Linked DNA regions of Mus musculus: all the other regions are linked to region 1. The links are chromatin contacts, called in public HiChIP or PLAC-seq and promoter capture Hi-C maps. All regions are on one chromosome and are shown on one strand. The core of a region is the stretch at or near the end of the contact, and the rest is flanking DNA. Distances in the headings are between cores, read along the strand shown.

What was found. Promoter capture Hi-C pulls out the DNA fragments that hold promoters and counts their contacts. HiChIP or PLAC-seq counts read pairs in DNA pulled down with a chosen protein or histone mark.
Region 2: a promoter capture Hi-C map of embryonic stem cells shows a contact between it and region 1, with 3 times the contacts expected there. The contact joins the promoter of Ttc30a1 here to the promoter of Hoxd10 in region 1. A contact is called at or near these places in 15 of 39 promoter capture datasets (the 3T3-L1 cell line, 3T3-L1-derived adipocytes, the HPC-7 cell line and 10 more), 4 of 484 Hi-C or Micro-C datasets (embryonic stem cells, nephron progenitors, pro-B cells and 1 more), 5 of 115 datasets of contacts at active chromatin or transcription factors (astrocytes, differentiating embryonic stem cells, embryonic forebrain and 2 more) and 2 of 9 other capture datasets (liver and macrophages).
Region 3: an H3K4me3 HiChIP or PLAC-seq map of craniofacial prominence shows a contact between it and region 1, with 5 times the contacts expected there. The contact joins the enhancer-like site here to the promoter of Hoxd10 in region 1. A contact is called at or near these places in 4 of 39 promoter capture datasets (the C10 cell line, hippocampal neurons, liver and 1 more), 2 of 115 datasets of contacts at active chromatin or transcription factors (craniofacial prominence and embryonic forebrain) and 1 of 9 other capture datasets (adipose tissue).
Region 4: a contact with region 1 is called in an H3K4me3 HiChIP or PLAC-seq map of embryonic forebrain, with 5 times the contacts expected there. The contact joins the promoter of Agps here to the promoter of Hoxd10 in region 1. A contact is called at or near these places in 11 of 39 promoter capture datasets (the 3T3-L1 cell line, 3T3-L1-derived adipocytes, cranial neural crest and 7 more), 2 of 484 Hi-C or Micro-C datasets (both in cortical neurons), 8 of 115 datasets of contacts at active chromatin or transcription factors (the NIH/3T3 cell line, embryonic forebrain, embryonic midbrain and 4 more) and 1 of 9 other capture datasets (embryonic stem cells).

What each region holds. Positions count from the first base shown.
Region 1 is chr2:74,690,351-74,693,596 of GRCm38.p6, forward strand. Hoxd10 (homeobox D10) reads left to right here and starts at 1,541. Exons shown (of 2, transcript NM_013554.5): 1 at 1,541-2,374. The coding sequence starts at 1,630.
Region 2 is chr2:75,980,096-75,983,411 of GRCm38.p6, forward strand. Ttc30a1 (tetratricopeptide repeat domain 30A1) reads right to left here and starts at 1,872. Exons shown (of 1, transcript NM_030188.3): 1 at 1-1,872. The coding sequence starts at 1,642.
Region 3 is chr2:76,027,892-76,031,128 of GRCm38.p6, forward strand. It overlaps Pde11a (phosphodiesterase 11A), which reads right to left. Exons shown (of 20, transcript NM_001081033.3): 16 at 3,033-3,110; 17 at 1,386-1,449. Among named protein-coding and RNA genes, the nearest start is that of Gm52518, 7.0 kb to the right of the region's middle. Within about 2 kb of position 1,585, at least 117 of the 459 cell types and tissues checked have an H3K27ac peak or open chromatin away from gene starts, as enhancers often do. A contact at or near this core is called in craniofacial prominence, embryonic forebrain and hippocampal neurons, where this site is marked.
Region 4 is chr2:75,830,716-75,833,757 of GRCm38.p6, forward strand. Agps (alkylglycerone phosphate synthase) reads left to right here and starts at 1,462. Exons shown (of 20, transcript NM_172666.3): 1 at 1,462-1,796. The coding sequence starts at 1,498. It overlaps Gm34861 (a long non-coding RNA gene), which reads right to left and starts at 1,472. Exons shown (of 3, transcript XR_866490.3): 1 at 1,326-1,472.

The DNA.
Region 1 (3,246 bases), core at 291-2,790:
AAAACTTTCCCTCACCAGAGGAAACGGAAGACTTAGACTCTCCCTCTTTATTCCCTTCTTGCCCAAACAAAACCTTGTCAAAGAATTTTAGGGATCGTCCAAAACTATAAAATTTAACTTCTGACAAAAGTATAGCTTTTAATATTTGACGATTTGTGTTAAAACAAAAATTGACCTTCTTGGTTAGTAGCGGAGGGGAAAAATCAATAGTATAATTTTCAATAATTCATAAAGCAAACGCCATTATGCTAAATCTTAACTATTAATCTTATCCTTTACAAAGTCTCGATTGATTTGTTAATAAAATATCTTCCCGTTTGTGGCAACAGCGGGTATAACTCTTTAAAAACCTTCAGAAGCAAGAAAATTACCAAGTAGCCCAAGAATGTAGATGAGAATTTTATTGATCGCCCTGATTCTTCTTAATATGTATTAATAAATTCCACAACCCCTTGTACCTTGCACTTGTCAGAAACCAATGCTTTTACAAAATCCATAAAAGGAAAACATATTTTTCTTTGCAGAAGATCTAAATGACAAGTTTGCTTTGCTCTCTCCTCTTTTTATTTTTATTTTTTCTTCTGGCCCGGTTTTCTAAAACTTGTGGAGTCCGGGGATCAGAGTTTTCCCTTTTCTTTTGAAAAAAAATTTCTTTTTCCCTTCCTTTCTCTCTGCCCTGTGTTATCAGGGGAAGGAAATCTGGCTTTAGCTGTTTCTGGGAGCCGGAGAGACGCTTTCGCGAATAGGGAACGGCTGGCGAAGGATTATCTCCAAGCTAGGAAGCTCCCAGCGGCCGGTCCTCAAAGGTCAGGGTGTGGTTACTCTCAGAGTCAAGGCTCCAGGAGCTCGTGGGTGCCGATTCCCCCCCCCCCTTAGTTCTAGCAGAAAGATCTAAGGAGGGGGTAGCTACGGGCTGGAACCATCATCCGAGCTTCGGGTTTGCCCAGCTGCGTGGTGGCCTCTCGACCCTCGGGGCCCTATTCGCCAGTGCTTCCCCGACACCTTGGTCCAATCTTTGCACTGAAGATTTTCACACAGCCCCCTTTGGAACCCTAGGGAGGGATGTTTCCGAACTAGAGAAATCGGACTCACCTTCCTGGCTGCCCAGTACTAAATTAACCAGCCCGCGCCCCTATCCCTTCCTGGGAACCGGCCCTCTTGGGCGCGTTCTGCCTGGGTATGTGCAGGGAGAGCGCTTCTGTGAGCAGGCGCCACAGCGCTCTGACTTTCCTCAGTACGCGTGTCCTCCCGGAGGCCCCTCGAATCAAGCCTTTCCTTCCGCTGGCGGGGCCCGGTGGCCGGGTGGGGGACTCGAGTGGGGCAGGCCGGCCGGCCAAACAAGCCCCGGGAGACAGGCTGGCCGGCAGCAGAGCTCTGGGCCGGTTGTCTCCAACGCGCACTATCACAGGCGCTTAGTAGATGTCGCTGTTGTCCGTGCTTACGCGGCCAGCCGGCCGGGCTGGGGAACACGTGACCTGCAAGGAGGCTGCGGCTCAAGGCCATTTTCAAATCTCATTGGCTTGGTTGTCATGTGGTCGGCAGAGGCATCCACAATTACACCGGGAATGTTTTCCTAGCGATGTCAGCCTACAAAGGACACAATCTCTCTTCTTCAAATTCCTCCCCAAAATGTCCTTTCCCAACAGCTCTCCTGCTGCTAATACTTTTTTAGTAGATTCCTTGATCAGTGCCTGCAGGAGTGACAGTTTTTATTCGAGCAGCGCCAGCATGTACATGCCACCACCTAGCGCAGACATGGGGACCTATGGAATGCAAACCTGTGGACTGCTCCCGTCTTTGGCCAAAAGAGAAGTGAACCACCAAAATATGGGTATGAATGTACATCCTTATATACCTCAAGTAGACAGTTGGACAGACCCGAACAGATCTTGTCGAATAGAGCAACCTGTTACACAGCAAGTCCCCACTTGCTCATTCACCGCCAACATTAAAGAAGAATCCAATTGCTGCATGTATTCTGATAAGCGCAACAAACTCATTTCTGCCGAGGTCCCTTCGTACCAGAGGCTGGTCCCCGAGTCTTGTCCTGTTGAGAACCCCGAGGTTCCTGTCCCTGGATATTTTAGACTGAGTCAGACCTACGCCACCGGGAAAACCCAAGAGTACAATAACAGCCCCGAAGGCAGCTCCACTGTCATGCTCCAGCTCAACCCTCGTGGCGCGGCCAAGCCGCAGCTCTCGGCTGCCCAGCTGCAGATGGAAAAGAAGATGAACGAAAGCGCGAGCGGCCAGGAGCCCACTAAAGTCTCCCAAGTGGAGAGCCCCGAGGCCAAAGGCGGCCTTCCAGAAGACAGGAGCTGCCTGGCTGAGGTTTCCGTGTCCAGTCCCGAAGTGCAGGAGAAGGAAAGCAAAGGTCGGTATGAACAGAGTTGCCACCCCAGCGGGGCGTGCAGTCCGGTAAAACCTCGAAAAGGGAGCGCTCGGGTGCCCAGAGCAGAGCCCGGGCAGCGGAGCCCAGAGCCCATACTCCGCAGGTGCTGCTCCACCCGGCTTTTAGAAGGGATATCCCTGCCTTGAAAGGGTCGGGGCTTCTCTCCCGCTGCTCCGGCCAGACCTGGCCCCAAGCTGATGGCGCCTGGGCAGAGGACAGGCTTGCCGGGTTTATCAGTCTTGAGCCAGATCCGAAATACAACAAAAGAGCTAAAAGGAGACCAGCCGTTTGTAAACAGGGCTCCAGTGCCCGCTTTTCTTTGGCTCAGATTTGCAGCCCTAGTTTTTGCCTTGAACCCAGGGATCATTTTAAGGTAGCCTAAGACACCGTGTTTGTGTTCAAGGGTTTGCACCCCGCATCCTGCGATCTAAGAGGGAAAGGAAATGGTTTGGCCTGTTGGTGCTTGGGTGGGGAAGCAGAGGTAACCTTGGCTTTGTCTGGCGAAAGTGCCGCAGGCTTTGCAATCTTCTACAAAGGGGGCAAAGGCGGAGGAGGGGGAGAACAGATCTGCATTGCCCACCTAGGGCTGGGGTAATGCAAAGAACCAGGGATATGGGTTTCTAAGAAGGAATCTTGAGCCCCCACGCCCATTTCTGCAGTCTGTCCCTCACTGTCTACCGGGTGAGCCACAGAGTTACATTTCTGGAGGAAGGCTTTTGTGTGAGAGCAAAGAAAAATTGAGGAAATTCTGGGGGGAAGGGGGGAACTGTAACAATGCCCAGTCAGGGTGGAGAAGGGATCCCTGCTTCCTCATTATCTCTTGAAACAGCCTGCATCCCTATAAACCTGGTTGT
Region 2 (3,316 bases), core at 622-3,121, 1.3 Mb after region 1:
CCAAATTCACAATGCAAAGGTGGTAGATTTTCTTGTCTGGGTCACCATAAGAGAGTTGTTCCTCCTCCTTCTCAATCTTCCTCATGAGCTCCTCAGCTTCCTCGTTTTGACTTGTCATGATATAGGAAACACAGAGGTTGGCTAACACAATAGCACTGACACTCAGGATGTTATCATAATTCTTCTTGACAATGGGCTCATAGAAACCAATGGCCTCTTTGTACTTGTTCTCCTGCATGAAGAGGACATGGGCCACATTCAGCTTCCACACATCATGGTCATTACAGAATTCCACAGATTTGCGGAAGATCTTCTCTACCATTGGGTAATTCTCAAGATTCCAGTAGATTTTTGCCTGGGCCATCAGTACAGGAATATATTTCTCAAGAGTTTCATCATATTCATTCATAGCCTTTTTAATAATTTCATCATCTCTGTTATGCCTTGCTTCTTGAACTTGCTTAGTGAGTCTCCTGAGCTGCTCAGTCAGCATGCCAGCCAACCCATCAAGTTTAATGAAAGCCTCTTCAGGAGCTGTCTGGCAAGTGATCATGGCATCCAAGAAGTCATAGAGATAGGGTGTGAGGAACTTGTAAGTTAAGTGGGCATTTTCTGCCAGGACATCAGCTGCCAGGTCAAAATACTCATATTTACAGTAGAGCAGCAGCAGGTTGCCAAAGGTCTCTGGGGGAAAGGGGTTCTGCTGGAGCAGAAACTGGAGCTTTTCAAAGCCCTCTGTGGGCTTGGCATCCATGTTCATCAGAGCCTGGTTGTGGAGGGTTACGGGGTCCAGCTCTTCCTCTGCTCTAGGAGGCATGTCAGTGAGAGTTTCTTGGGCTACCTCAAAGTTTCTCAGCTGATACTCTATGGCTGCCTTGAGGTTGAAAGCTTCAATCAGAGCAGTCTGGTGAAGGACTACAGTGTTGCCAACACTGCGAACATCAATGCCCTCCGTGGTCATGCCCACACCGAGTTCTGGGTGTTGACGGATGCCACGCTCAATGATGTCAGCGATATGCTTCAGAGCAGGCGCGTACTGCCGACTGCTGTAATAGGCCAATGCCAAGTTGTAGGAAAGGTCAGGCTGGTAGCCAGAAGCCTGCAGGGCCGCTAAGAACTTGGAGCAGGCAGCTTCATAGTGTCCCTCCTTGTAGAGCAGACAACCCATGTTGACCAAACCATCTGGGTCATTCTCCCCTCCACTGTCTTCTCCAGCTTCCCCACTCAGCAGCTGCTCCACCAGGCTCCTGGCTCCTGGGAGGTCACCTTCACTGTACTTGATAGCAGCCTGGAGACGAAGGACTCGAGTCTGATAGGCGGGGTTGTCCAGGAGGAAGGTGACCCTGGTGGCTTCTGGATACAGGCAGGCCTTGTACAGCGCCTGGGCCTGGTACAGGCGGTACTGCTCGAGTTCCGGGTGCATCTGGCTCAGCTGCTCATAGCACTCTGCAGCGAGCTCGAACTCCTGCAGGCGGTAGTAGCAGTAGGCCAGCAGCGACAGCCCTGCGCGGCTGCGGGAGCTTCTCTGCAGCTCTGCGCTTAGCAGCTGCACCGCCTCTGAGTAGCGGGAGTCGCGGATGAGCCTGTACACCACCGCTGTGAACTCACCGTCGGGAACTTTAGAGCTGCTTTGCCACGCCATAGCCGCCAAAATTGTAGCGCGTGCTAGTTTCCAAGGAAACTAGGTAACCGGAAACGGAAGTTCATCCAGCGGGTGGCGGTTAGGTCTGAGGTAGAAAGGATCTGTTCCGCATGACTAGGAACCGTTGACATAATCCCTGAATTTTTTTGTTTTGTCTTATAAGATTACAAACTGGGTTGGGACAGAAGTCGGAGAAGGGACAGAAACTTGTTGCAAGTAGTCCAGACATTATACTCCCGGTTTCTCCCGGCATGCAACATTGTTACTTCCCCAATGGGACGTATCCACTTTGCATTCTGGGAGTTGTAGTCTTATTTCACGAGTACTGAAATCTGGGGACTTGGCGTATTGTTTGTGTATTCAATTCAGATAGGAAAAGGTCATAAGACTTTTAGGCCGTTAGTAGGAGTTTTAGACTCCCTTTACTCGTTAGAACGAGTGAGCGTTGCTTGTTTTCTAGCTAGATAGTGTGACCTCTCTGTGGAAGAGCAGTAACCTGATTAGGGCCTGGGGTCCCTGGAGGTTTTTTGAGGCTTGTACTTTTTTTCCCTATTGTATATTTTGAAATCTGCTGAATTATCCGTTAGTGCCGAACTAAGTGTGTACTTCTTAATAGAATAGTACAGTGACCAAGCATTCTGCACCAAGTAGAAAATGATCTACAAATGGCGGGCATTTTGTTTGTTTGTTTGTTTTTGGGTTTTGAACGTCCGTTTATTAAGAATATAGTAAGCAAAGGTAAAATAGTAGGAAATAGCTGATAGAAACATCAGATCGATAATTCAATATAATCAAATTGAAGGCTTACAAATATTAGTTGAAATCAACTAGGGCAGCCATTGAAGAGGTTAGCTAGGATTCCCAATGAGAGTCCTAGGCAGATCAGAGTGTCTAGTTGGGTAACTGTGCTAAGTAAAATCACACAAGCCAAGGAGCAGATAGACAATAGCATCAAATCAGGCTTTCTCCAGAATCGACTAAAGCAGACCTTCTGAAAGAGTCATAGTTGAGTTCCTGACCCAGATTCTCAGCAGAAGCAGCTCTCTGTCACCTCCAAGATGGAGGTAGATAGTGTGATGGTGAGATGGCGGAAACTTTTTAAAATCTCAGTGACATATCTTTTCCAACAATGCCACATCTTCCCCAACAGTGCCACCAGCTGGGGACTAAGTGTTCAAACATCTGAACCTACGAGGGACATTCTCATTCAAACACTACAGAGGCTGAACCATGACAACCAAGAACTAGGTTCCATGAGAAACGGTGAATGGCAAATCATTCTATCTTCATGTCTCCAAGAAACTGTAAAGGCCTGCCAAATGAGGGCACCAAGTGTGTATGAGGAAAGATTGCTGTGTCCCTTTTTTTTTTTTCTATAGAAACAATCAAGTAAATTGGTGTGGGCAGTAGGCTTCTGACTTCCATGACTCAATTGCACTTTCAAACAGATATACAATGACTAGTGGGGTTGGGTATCCCCTAGTTCCTGGTATCACAAGGAAAAGGCTGAAGCAGGTATACATTTGCTCCTATCGTATAATCCTATCATATAACAGCCGATTTTATGTGCGTTCAGCCTTCCCTCATGTGGAGAATTTGCAGCCATGTGACTTCTTGGATGTCATCACACAAGGGGCATTTCTGCAATCAATAAGAAGGAAGGAGCAGATTGCA
Region 3 (3,237 bases), core at 335-2,834, 1.3 Mb after region 1:
TAAGGAAGACCTCAGGCTACTTATTCAAAGCCCCGTCCTTCCTGTATGTGAAGTGAATGTAATGACCAAATTAATTCCCTAAAACTCCAAAACCTCACTCGAAACTCTGGCTGGGATAACAGAGGGTTATTTTTGCAGAGATCTTGGAACAGCAGTTAAGATCAAGGTGATGGACAGAAGTCCCGGGGTTGGCGGTGTGCGCCTCCTGTTTTTGAAGGCTCCTCCTGTTTTTGCCTCTTTCTGGTGTTTGGGAGCTGCTGGCACTCCCTGTAGACATCACCAGACAGTCTCTGTCTGACTCTCGCACTGCCTGCTCCTCTGTGTTCCGAGCTCTCTGCTCTCTTACAAGGACATTTGTGATAGTAGCTGGGACTCCTCTGGATCATCAGGCTGTTCTTCCTCAGCAAATCCTTACTACAAACTGCAAACTCACCCTAGATCCATAACCACTTACAACATCCACTCTTGCAAGTAGAAAACTGTCCTTTTCTTCTCAGGTAATAGTTATAGGCTTCTGGGATTTTGACTTGATATGTTTGTGTGGTGATTATCCAGCATATTGTATACCTACCATAAAGTTTTTTTTTAAAAGATTAAATAAAATAACATTTGCACAAAACAGTCATTTATTGATATCTGGATATATCTTCTTTCCTCCAAAACGTCATTTCTCAAGGTACTGTTTTAGAGCCTACAGTCTACATAATAGATGTCTCACAAAATTCGGTGAGGTTGCTGCTAGCTAGTTCCACCTCAGGAGGCTGAGGCAGGAGCAACACTTGAGCCAATGTTTGAGAGCGACCTAGAGGCTATCAAGTCACCCTGGCTCAAGAAAATAAAATAAAATTAAGTCAAAGAGGGTGACAAAACCTAAGGAGCTATTATTAACTCCTCTTAATCATCAAGGAACTTGAGTTAGGGAGCTGCTTAATTTAAAACTACTGTTGCTTGAAGAGGATGCTCGGGTGCTTATGGTTATAAGATTACTATAGGTCCTGATAAAAGTTAAATGGGACACTGCACGCGTTGGCCATAGAGCCCTCTCTGACACTTAAATGGTACCTGAAACAAAAACAGAATTTCTCTTTTCCATTTTCTTTTTTTTGTAAGTGATAAATAGAATCTTGTGCTAAAACACTGTTATGTATTCAAAAACAGTATTGCGAACTGTTTGGCTTACGGAATGGTCAAAGAGCTGTTCAGATTTAGCACATTAGCAAAATCTTGCAGCCAGAAATAGCACTGTTGAGGGGGGACCCTGGAGAGAAAGACTGTGGGGTGAGCTGCCTTCCGACTGAGCCGGCTGTGGCTCCGTGCCAGACCAGTGCCTCTCAAAGACCCTTCCGTCCCTCCTCTGCTGAGCTCTGCCATTAATCACCACTTGCCTGTCTGGAGATCTCCCACGGTTTGGTCACGGCTCCAAGGTCACAGGCTGTCATTAACATTGATCTGAAAAACAGAACAGAACAAACAGCCTGAATAATCTTCGGTTGCATTTCTAAGCAAATTCACCCTAGATCCATATGAAAATAAGGAGCTGGGGCCAGCCCACATCTTCTTCCCTCAACAAAGGGTCACACTGTTTATAGTGCCCCGGTTCTGCTTCTCCATCATGAAGTGGACACTGCCTAGAAGACAAAGGCTTCTCACATCCTCCCTGTTTGCCCCTTTGCTTTGTTTTGTCTGCGGCAAATCCAGGAAAGCAGTGCAGCCCTCTTTCTACACCGGAGTCAAGCAGGCTCTGGCTAAAATAACGTGCAAGGAGCGTTTCCCTTTCTTAACCATAAGCAAGGTGATCTCGGTGTCTAACACTGTGTGGCCGATGAATCTGCTTACTGACTTAGCACAGACGACAAAGGACAGAAACCCATGGCAAAGAGGTGAGGGACACGCTGTGGCAGAAGCTCTCTTATGTGCGTAGCTCCACACAGCCACGATTTAGCAGAGAGCCACACTGTGTCACCTGGATTACTGCCCGGAGTCCACTATATTTTATACACGTTCTCAAAAAATGTATCTGGCTGTAGTTTTCCTTCATCTGTGCATACATAAAACACAGGTACGCCATGAATCAGGTTCTCAAGGGCAGATTTAACCAGGATTTATGCTGAACCAAGGGCATGCTGGAAGTATTATCAGATGTGGTGAAAGGGTGAAAATTAAGGTATATCTTTCATCTCCAGTCTGCCGGTTTTTTTTTTTTTTTTCAGCTGTACCGGAAGTATACGATGAAAGTAGCCCAGGGCTGGGTCCAGGAGGTGCCCTGGCTGCTGCTCTCAGAAGAAAGGGTACGCTGTGAAAGGTCAGAGGGTTGCCCCACCGCTGTCAGCTAGCATTTTAAACCCTGCTGGATCTCAACATCTTGGAAACATGTCTGCTGCCCAGATGGCAGAGCAGGATTGGAGTGGGCAGAGTCCCAGCTAACAATGGATCATTCACAGCGAGTCAGGCTGCGCCAGCGTCAACCACCCCCTTGGACTAGAGCAGCATTTAAGAAGCAGCACCAAACACCCAGAAGCTAAGTTCTCTGCAAACAAAGACAGCTGTCTATTGTTGGGTTCTGATCCTCTGTAGGGAGCACCTTGCAGTGCTCACTTTTCCCGTGCTTTTGCATGAAAATGCTCTCCTACCTAAAGGGCTAACTGCCTTCTGACAGAACCCTCGCTGTAGCCACAGAGCTGGATGCGATTATTCTTACAGGCAAAAGCACGGAGACATTAAGTAACTGTCTCGAGGTAAATAAAGGGCTCAGGATTCTGTGTTTATCGCAAGCTACCAGATTTACCAACACACTCCAAGGATTCTCATTCTAGATTTTGTGAGTTCAAGAGGGGCCACGACTGTGGGTAGCACATGGTGGTGCCTCCTGCTCGGGAAATAATCTCTGTGTGGCTGCCTACTCGGAGAATACTTTGGATAATTACCTAGGTTCTATTCAATTGATAATCTGAAACTTTCCCAATGTACACAAACAAAGTGTGGCTAAATGTCCAATAACGGAAAGCCCGCACAATGAGTGCTTTTTTTCTCACCGGAACACATCTCGGTGGCTTGTGATGCTCCAATCGTAGTCTCCTTTCCTGACAAGCTCGAAGAACTCAGTTCTTCTCCTGCAGGAAAATCAAATGAGGAAAGGGTAAAAAACCCTGGAATGAAATTTCTCAGTCTACAGAGTGACATAAACACAGTTATAGGGAGAATATAAGGCGACTCAAACTCAGTAACTTAATATTTGAA
Region 4 (3,042 bases), core at 212-2,711, 1.1 Mb after region 1:
TTTACCAAGCCAATAGATATGAATGCATCGTTTTCTTCAGCTTGTGCAAGGCAGGATGGTCATTATGAACATGTGCACAGCACTGGAAGGCAAACTGAAGTTTACTTATTGATTTATTTTAAGTAAGACGCTACTTCTCTAGCAGAGAATGATGTCAAAGGATCTCTTTCTTCTGTTATGAAATGTTCAGGAATGCATATCTGTTCTCTTAGTCATGCATCCAGCCCCAGTCACACCCTGCAGGAGCAGGTTTGCCCTGGTGAGAGGATGGTCACCTAAACAGAGCTCTCATGGACTTAAAAGTCAGAAGAGCAAAGAGAATTCAACAGAGACCTTAGGTAGATGCACAAAATAGATGTTACTAGGCCTTTATAGCTTTTATATTATCTGGAAAAAAAATCAAGTATAAAAAGATGCTAAGCCACCCAACACCTTCCCTTCAAGGCTCAGGGATCGACACAGAAGAGGAGGAAAGATTCTAAGAGTCAGAGCTGATGGATGACTCCAAAGAAAGTGTCTTTTGTATACAACAGAACTAATTCACATACGAACTCACAGAAACTGTGACAGCACACAAAGGATGTACAGGGGATCAAGCCAGATGGAATCCTAGAGCTGAGAGGTTGAAGTGGACACAGCGTCCCACCATGAACCAAAAAGCTATCTGAAATTGGTACCCATCCGCACAAGAAAAGTACTTTTTGCCAGTGGAGTCTCACTAGGTATATTAACCACACTTCAGAGTGGGCCCCATGCCTAGGAGTTGTTGGCTAACACAAAACGAACTCAATGGTATTTTTGCAGATAACACTTTTTCACGTAAACAAACAAACCAAAAAACCAAAAAACCAAAAAAAAAAAAAAAAAAAAAAAACAACCATTAGATTGAAGGCTGTGGTTTTTATACAGCCTGTGGGCAAGACGGCTCAGTAGGTAAAGGTACTTGCCACGAAGTTTGATGACCCGAGTTTGATGCCCTGGATACACATGGTGGAAAGAGACAACTGGAAGTTGTCCTCTCACTTCCACATGAGTGCTGAACACAGTGCTAGACACCTAGAGACTGATGGGGCACTGGCTCTATCGCTTAAAGGATTGGTTTTGACCTAGGGGAAGTTCACCAGGTTTGGCTCCATTGCCAGATCAGCAGCACCACCGGCCCACTCACTATTCAGGCTCCTAGGCATCTGTTCCAGAAAATAGCCTCCGGGCGCTCGGGCCACATCCAAGATGCCACACCCATAGGTTTGGCAACTGCGGGTGTGCTGTGTAGTTTGGCTCTCCTCCTGCCCCTTTGGGCCAATCCGGGCTCCGCTGGAACTCACCTGCTCTGCAGGTACGCCAGGACGAGGCGTGGCGAGGCGCGGCGGCGGGCGTGGCCGAGGCGGGGAGGGGCGGGGCGAAGCTGCTGTGGGCGGGGACAGAGCCCGTTGAAGCTCCAGGCGCAAGGCCCCTGCCGCCAGTCGCCGCGGTGACTGCCGGGATGCGCCGCAGCGAATGGTCGCGCGGGGCGCCGCTCTGAGTGACCTTTCACCCGAGCCCAGCGGCCTCGGGCGGCGGCACAAGGCGGAAGCCATGGCGGAGGCGGCGGCGGGCGAGGCGGGCGCGAGCGAGCGGGACCCAGACGCGGGCCGCGCGCGCCGGCGGCTGCGGGTTCTGTCGGGCCATCTGCTGGGCCGGCCCCAGGAGGCTCCGAGTACCAATGAGTGCAAAGCGCGGAGAGCCGCGTCGGCGGCCGGGGCGTCGCCCGCCGCTACTCCTGCCGCACCAGAGTCGGGCACCATCCCCAAGAAGCGGTGAGTAGCGGCCCGGGATGGAGCTGGCGGCGGGAGGCCGTGAGCGGCCTGGGCTGTGGGAGAGGAGAGCACGGGAGTGGGCAGGGAGTTGGCAGGGTGGGCGGAAGGCATTCCGATCCCTGAGAGTACATCAGCTTGCGGGCTGGGAGTGGACCAGACACACCGGACTCTGTCGGGAAGGGGCGGCATGGCTTGGCCGGATTTTGGTGTCTCTTTTTGAAGGAAACACATTTCATGACCTAGTGGGAAAAGGGTTTAAGCGGATCCCCTCTTTTGGGTTTTGGAGGCTGGAAATTCATTCTCTATCTTGGAACGGGTAGCAGGAGGATTGTCTTAATCTACGACGAGGAGTTTTAAAATTGCACTAGATAATCAGATTTCTACGAATTCTCAAAAGCCTGGATGCTAGCAAGCTGGAGTGGGATGGTGGTACTCTGGGGAGAGGTGTGAGTGGTTTCTGTAGGGTAGGTTACCACTTCCTTGTGGTCATGGATTCTAACTTTAAGGGAGGAAACCAGTGAGTGAGTGAGTGAGATACAGTAGACTGCAAGCGTTAGTGACTTAAGACTTTGGTATTCCAGCTACTGATCCTTTAAGAAGCTAAAAGACAAGAGTCTGAATGAGGAATGTTTGTAAAACCTTAAGACCATTGGAGGAGAATCTCTGTCTCTGATGAAAGCTGTCGAGAGATGGTGTTTTCTGAGATGATCAGTTTGGAAAAACTTGGAGAATGAAAAAAAAAAAAGATTTTGCTAACTCGAATGTGTACTTTCAAAGTGCTGGAGATGGTGCTATTTCCATTACTTCTACGTTCCTAAGGTATTAGGTAGGTGCAGTAGTCTTCCATTTTACAGATGAAGAAATTAGAAGAAAAGGTTAAGAAGTGTGCTGCAGGTAGCAGGTACCTGTGTTACAGTTTACACATCAAAAGCAAATCAAATGGACTGCCTCATGAATTCAACCCATGTAATTAAGTTCTCACTGCATACACACTGTGCCAGAAATGCAGGGATTCTGAAATGTGCTCTTCCCTGTAGGGCACCAAAGTAATAATACAGTTTAAGAAATTTAGCTGATAATTGAAACTCATGGTCATTTAACCCTAGTTTTGAGTATATGTATTTGTTAGGATAAAGGCTTTTCTGAGCCAGGGGTTTCTGTGTAAATCTTGAAGTTTGTAATGAAAACAGCCCTGGAGGGGGAGAAAGCTCGTGGTAGACAAACAGAATGGTCACAGGTAAAGAGT